2 separate regions of the Sus scrofa genome follow, and region 1 is linked to region 2. Evidence: chromatin contacts called from public HiChIP or PLAC-seq data. All regions are on one chromosome and are shown on one strand. Each heading gives the region's core, a stretch centred on a gene start, on an enhancer-like site or on the middle of the called end of the contact. The rest is flanking DNA. Distances are from core to core; before and after follow the strand shown. Region 1 holds the start of LRRC18 (leucine-rich repeat-containing protein 18). Region 2 holds the start of ARHGAP22 (rho GTPase-activating protein 22).

Region 1 (3,494 bases), core at 760-3,259, 260 kb after region 2:
TATTGAAAACCTATTTCGTGCCAGACTGTTTAAACACGTTTAAATTAGTCTCCTGTCTTCAGACTGTGCATACGAATTATATTGACCACCTACTCTAGGCCAGGCATTTTGTAGACATTATAAATAATTCTTACACCTGCCCATGTATTTATTGATTTTTTATCTTTACTGGACAGATATGGGGCACTTGAGGCTCAGAGAGGCTAAGTAGCTTGTCCAAAGTCACAAAGATTTGAAGTAAGTGTGCCTACCTTTACCTGTCATGTAAATAGGGACATGAGTGAATTCCATAAAGAGTCCCTCCTTGCAAGACCCAGCCTAGCCTAAGACTCAACCACTTGTTAGTGGGTTCCATGACCTGGATCCCTTGTAGAAAGGGTTTGCCTCCAGACTTCTCAAAAGACAGACTGTGCTCCAAACCCCAGCATAGTCAGTGGTGATCAAGTGAGGTCTGCTGAGGTTACCTACAAAGGCTCCAGCCTCCTGACTGAATGAGCACTACAGTTTCCTTATAGGGGTAACTGGGTGGGTGAAGAAGCAGTTTAAACGCTAGGCTCTACCTGCTTGTAGAGCAGCAAACAAAGCTCAAGGAGTTGCAGACTTTTGACCCCAAAGTCTCCTGGACTCCCACACTAACCTCCCAAGCTTACCGGTGGCCCAGAGGCCCCAGAACACTCAGCTGGGTCCCCAGCTAGCTGCCCTTCCTGCCTGGGGCTCACAGCCAGCTTGCTCCTTTCCTAAATAATGAATTAGCTGGCGTCTGGGGTTTGTAAATAAAACACACCAGGAGAACTGGCATTTCCAAAGTCGCTTACTCAAAGGGGAAGAGAGAAGAGAGTTTGAAGAGGTTGGAGTTTGGCAGAGTTAAAATAAATGCAACCAGAGGAAAACTTACCCGTTCCTCCCAGGTCTTCCTCCTCAACTGTGAAACTTTGTCACCAGGCAACAAGACTTGGGACCTGGAGTTCATTAGCATAATCTCGATGCCAGCCTGTAAGGTGAGAGAACCCAGTGCTGAAAGGGTCTCCAGGACACCCAGACACCCAGCAGGCCCGGCTTGCTGACCACGCAGAGGTCCCTGGGGTCCCTGAGACTCACAATGGGCTTCCTCCTGGCCTCCCCCAGCAGTGCCCTGGGGATTACAGCACCAGGCTGCATGCTTTCCCCGGTGACCGCCGCCGGAAGAGGACGTTGCTAACAGAGGGGAAAGGCCACGTTTGCTCTTTGAATGGACAAACTCCTGCTGTGGCATTGAGTTCCATGAAATATGTTCGACTTCCTTGTAGCTTGCCCCAGTACTTCTTCCTGCTCTTTAGTTGTTGAGAGAGCTGGCTTTTTATCTGTTTATTTGAATTTAATTATTTCTTGCAGTTTTCTCTTTATACCCCCTTTTCACTATTAGATCAGAGTGACTACAATGTTCATGAAAATCAGACATTCTAGAATCATTTTTTCTTAGCTGATACGATGTCATTCAATGCCGACATGTACTTTCTGAACCCGACATTTTTAATGAATGCGCAATACCGAATCATGGGGACTTTGTTTTTCCAGTTTGGTACTATCGTGAATAAGGCTGAAATGAATGTATCGGGGCACTTATTTGTTGTTGTTGTTGTTTTCAGTTTCTTTTCCCTTACATTAAATTCCCAGAAACGAGAAATTTGACAAAAAGGTTAAACATTAAGATTATGCAAAAAATAAAATAACATTGTAGAAAAGTTAGAAGATTCATATATAGAAATAAAAATATAAAAACACTCTAAATTGTACTACCCAGGTCAAATTTAAAGATAAATAAAATGATTAGTAAATAAATGATTTAAAATGCAAAATGAACCCAAGTGATAAAAATTTGGGAAAGTACAAAAGAGCAAAATAAGAAAGATTAAGAAATAAAAATGAGGAGTTCCTATCATGACTCAGTGGAAGCAAATCTGACTAGCATCCAAGAGGATGCAGGTTCGATCCCTGGCCTCGGTCAGTGGGTTGAGGATCCAGCATTGCCATGAGCTGTGTTATAGGCCAGCAGCTACAGCTCCGATTTGACCCCTACCCTCGGAACCTCCGTATGCCTTGGGTGTGGCCCAAAAAAGACAAAATAATAATAGTAATAAAAAAAATAAAATGTAATAAATCATTAAATTAGAAATAGAGTTAACTATAAAAATTTTAAATATGTGAATACCACCGCTGTTCTATTCAATCCAAAACTAAATAAAAGAGATCTTTTAATTTAGACAATAGATTTAAAATAATGATCAAATAAAGGTAAAAAGAAAATTAAAAATTACCTGAAATCCTACAACTTAGTGTATTTCTAATTAGAATATTCAAAAAGTACCTAATTTAAATTAAAAAATAAGTAATATGAAATCTTAAAACACAGATAAGCAAAAAATAATACAATAAATATTTTAAGGGAGGAAATACATGAGAAAATAAACACATTTTAAAATGTAGATATGTCAAACATTATAAAAATAAAAGCCACTATTTTCAGCATTTAGAGGTAGCTTCATGTATAAACCTCCAGAATTTCATGCATCTACAGTATCAGGTTTGTGGCATGGGTGTGCAATAATAATTTGGCAATTTTGCTAATGTTCATTTTTAACTCCAAATATACACAAATTACCCATTTGTCAGGTAATCGCCGTCCAATCCAGCCATAACAAGGATTTTTGTTATTTTTTTTTTAATTTGTTTTTGTTTTCTTTTCTTCTTCGGAGGAAAGCATTTGTTTTCATAGTCAAGGTCTGGGGTCAAGGTGTGGTCCAGCAGATGCTCTGCACAGCCCAGTGTGCTGGGCATTCACGGTGCCTGCCCTGCCCTAGGCCTTGTGGCTCATGCATACCCTCGTGTACTTCCCTAGTTTGCATGCCACCTCTTAGCCCACCTCCATTTCCACATCTGAAGATGGAGATAATAGCTACTTCATCAGATCTTTGTGAAAATTAGACAATAGACAAAAAGTCTTTGTAGTTTGTAATGCATTAGACAATTATTGTTTTTCTGCAAGATTTCTACATGTTAGAGAAATAAAGACAGGAAGTTATAGTAGAAAGTCTCATATTCTGTCAACACAGGAAGAAATCTCTGGTTTGCAAACATGCCTGTCTATTCATGGATTTCTCTTGACCTACAACCTAGATTTGAAAACTAGGCCAACCCAGATTTGCTTTTAAGGAGGGAAAAACATAGATTTGATTAAAAATGAAACAGCATGAATAAAAATCACCCCTCAAAACAAGGAAGAATTTGAACCCAGCCTAACTCTTGACCACATGCAGAGTCCTGGTTGAAGATAGTGTCCCATCTCTGGAAGTTATCCAGAGGAGTTTAGACACCTGTTTGGGTGGGGGTGAGGCTGGTAAGGTGTCCTCTGTGGGCCCACTGTGCTAGGCCACCTTCAGGTTAGGTGGAATGATCTTCCTAGTCCTCAGCGACTTTGAATTCTTCCCTTCTTCTCAACCCCATCCCAGAGGGCCTGG
Region 2 (3,294 bases), core at 729-3,228:
GGTTGCTCTAAGGTTAAGGTAAACGAAGACTGCTGCCCAGGGTGTGTCTGTGTGCACGTAACAATGTCAGTTCTTCCCCTCGGACATGTGCATTGACTTTACTTCTTTCCGAACCTGGGCAGGTCTAGGACCCAATCTCAGCTCTGCTATCACAGAACAGAGGTCTCCCTGGGAGACAGTGAGCGGGGCTGCTGTCCTGCCTGTGCCCTGTGCAGGTCCTTGCCCCTCACGGCCCACCTGCATCATGCAGGGATGGTGGTGGTATATATATGTCTGTGGGGGTGGGGGAGGGGCATGATTGTACCAGGAGGGCTCTGGTTGGTGGAGTGAGTTTTGCTGACCTCAGCCTGCAGCTGGGATGACAAGGCCCTGGGGGATGGGCATCTGCTTTGGGGAAAACATGGCTGGAAGGGCAGGTATGGTGGGCTCTGCTCTCCAGCTGGGGAGAGTGACCTAGGGGCAGAGGAGTATGAGAACTGTGCTCCCATCACCCACCCCAGCCCTTGCCTGCCCCTCACCCACCTTCCTCATCAGTGGTGTTCAACAGCAGGCCACAACCTGGCTAAGTTCAGCACAGAAGGGGCACAGCTCCTGGACCTGCCATGGAGAGCCAGCTGGGGATGACTCAGCCAGGAGCAGTTCTAGTTGGCACCGGCCCCAGCAAACGGGCTCACCGTGGGAGTAGGTGCGGGAACACCAGGTCCTTCTAGAGCCCTGTACCTGGGCATCACCTCACTCACAGGCATTATCAATATCAACAGCTAGAAAGCACTTAATAGGCACCCACAGGTATTGTTAATATCAACAGCAAGTACTTAACAGGCACCCACTGTGGACCACACACATTAACCTGATTCAAATTAACCCAGAGGTGACTATTTCAGTGGAACTGTGCGAGTCATCCTAAGCCACACGGTGTAACACGGTGCAGGTGGGGGGGGGGATTCGAACCCAGATTGCTCTGGCATTCTCTGCAGCCCCATTCTTCAAACTTGGACAGATGGTCCCGGTTGTCCTGGACTGGCCTAGCCATGTGTTCACCTTAAGGCTCCTCATACATCTCCCACAGGGCCCCCTGGCTTCCAGCGTGTGTGGGCACTGGGTAAAGAGCACCCCATCACCTAGTGGACACCTGGGCCCTGGCAGACAGGGGGGGGCGCCCAGACTTCCAGAAAAGCCTCCTGCGTGTTGCCCGGCCTAGGGTCTGCTCACCTGGTACGGAGGAGCCGGACACCTCCATTTCCGCTGCACAGAACCTGCCTGGGGATCCCTCTTCAGGGCACTGGCTGGAGGGAGCACCTTGGGCTCCCTGCCCCCTCTTCTCACCCCCTGGGCCCTGCCGGTCCTGGCCCTGCCCCCAGCCCCCATGTGACCAGCGGGCAGGACTAGGAGGAAGCTGCCCAGGCGGAACATTATCAATCAGGTCCAGGCTCCCTGGCTCCTCGGTGCCTCCGGGGATGGTGCGTTGATGGCCGTTCTTGGCCTGCTAAGAGGCTGCCGCAGACTCTGCTCAAGAAATGTTTCCCCAGTGAGGCTGACCTCTGCCAGAAAGGGCTGGGGCTGGGCGGCTCGCGGCGGCAGGCCTGGAGTTTGACTTGGTGCAGAGCGCCCCCTGGTGGGCACAAGCCGGCACTGTCTCCCACGCCCCTGGACAATTGCCTCCTTCACAGCCCCAGCTCTGTACGCATTCCTCCCTGCCTCAGGACCCCCCAAGCCCCAAATCGCCCCACCCTGATCTGCAGCCTCACCTTCTCCGGGCCATGGGCTGCTCGCAGGTGTACGGGATTCCTGGGGCTTCCTACACAGTCTTCCTCTGAGAAGCTGGACTCCGTGCTGCGCTGCTCAGTTCTGTCTTGAGTACCGGGAGGAAGTTGGGGCTGGAGAAGTCATTAGCAGGGGAGGAGCCCTCAGGTTGCGGAGGGAGGAGCTGAACCACTTCCCAAAGTTCCAGCATCACCAAAATCTCCCCCATTCTGTGGATAGGGAAAGAGATCAGAAAGGTTCAGTGCGTTTTCCAAGGTGACGGATTACAAGCGACATCCCTGCGATTTGAAATAAAGGCCAGTTGATTCGAAAGCCAAGGCCAAGGAGGGAAGCAGGCAGATGGCCCTCCATGATCTGCCTCTCAGTGGAGCTCTGGTGGACAGAGAGCCCTCTCTCCAAGGGTGGGCCGGTCTCCTCTTCACCTGGACTCAGAATGGCCCCACTCTTGTTCCTCCCTGATGAATGCAGGGGAGGCCGGCTATGGCCTGGTAGCCTTGGAAAGCCTGATTCGGCATCTGGGCAGAGCCAGGGCTGGGGTAGAAGCTCGGTCAGGCCAGCCTCAGGAAGGTGGTGATGGCAGAGGCAGGTGATCACCCACCCTAAGTATGCGGTAACCTCCCACTGGCCCCTGGAGGCTCCTGGGAGTGAGGCAGGGTGGACCTGGGTGGAGAGGAGTTGCTGGTACAGGTCCTGCTGCAAGGACAGAACTCAGGGCTTTCTGAAGAGCCAGGTGTAGCGTCCTGCTCTTGGACCCTCCTACTGGGAATTGAGTTGGCAATCAGCAAACTAGGCCTTCTCTGTGCTTGAATGGAGGAGGGCTAACTCTCTGTTCAGACCTGCTGGGGGAGGTGGTGGAGCTGGTGTGGAAAGAATAAGGGCATTAGAGTCAAGCAAAGTTGAATTTGAGTCCTGTCATGGACACTTCTTAGCTGAGCCCCTGGGTAAGTTGCACTGTGTCCCTGCACTCCATTCCCCATCTGTAAAATGAGAATAATGCTGCTGACTCCAGGGTCTGTTGTGAGGTAAGTCATGCAAAGAACTCAGCTAAGTGCTCAGCTCTGGTCCTCACACCCCGATGCAGCCAGTGGCACTTAACAGGGATCTAGAAAGGGCTCGTTTCCTCCATCAGCAGCAGCAGCTTTAATTAGGGCAGTATTTGGTTCTCAAACTGGGATTCCTGCACAGTCTAATAAATTGTGCAATTTAATTTAATGTGATAAATTTAAAAATAAGACCATTTTAGAAGGTTTTATACTCAAACACTCTCAGGTGATTTTAGTGCCAGAGTCGCTGTCCGTATTTAAAACCCAATTGGCAGCAGGTGGCAGAGAATCTGGCAGAGAATTTCTTTCATGTGTGGCACTTAGGGCTCTGGTAGAGTGGGTCTCCAGGGGAGCCAGCAGCCCACATGGGGCTTCCTCTTGGGAGAGTTTTGGTGGTGGGGTGACTGGGTGGTGACCCACAACCCTCACCAGGAATTGGGCACCATCAGTGAGCTCACTGGCTTCCATAAAATCAGGGTTCTGTGTA

What was found. HiChIP or PLAC-seq counts read pairs in DNA pulled down with a chosen protein or histone mark.
Region 1: an H3K27ac HiChIP or PLAC-seq map of alveolar macrophages shows a contact between it and region 2. The contact joins the promoter of LRRC18 here to the promoter of ARHGAP22 in region 2. A contact is called at or near these places in 1 of 5 promoter capture datasets (liver) and 1 of 2 datasets of contacts at active chromatin or transcription factors (alveolar macrophages).

The regions. Positions count from the first base shown.
Region 1 is chr14:89,587,470-89,590,963 of Sscrofa11.1, forward strand. It overlaps LRRC18 (leucine-rich repeat-containing protein 18), which reads right to left and starts at 2,010. Exons shown (of 4, transcript XM_021073023.1): 1 at 896-2,010. The region is part of intron 50 of WDFY4 (WD repeat- and FYVE domain-containing protein 4); the gene reads left to right.
Region 2 is chr14:89,329,410-89,332,703 of Sscrofa11.1, forward strand. ARHGAP22 (rho GTPase-activating protein 22) reads right to left here and starts at 1,979. Exons shown (of 11, transcript XM_021073072.1): 1 at 1,749-1,979.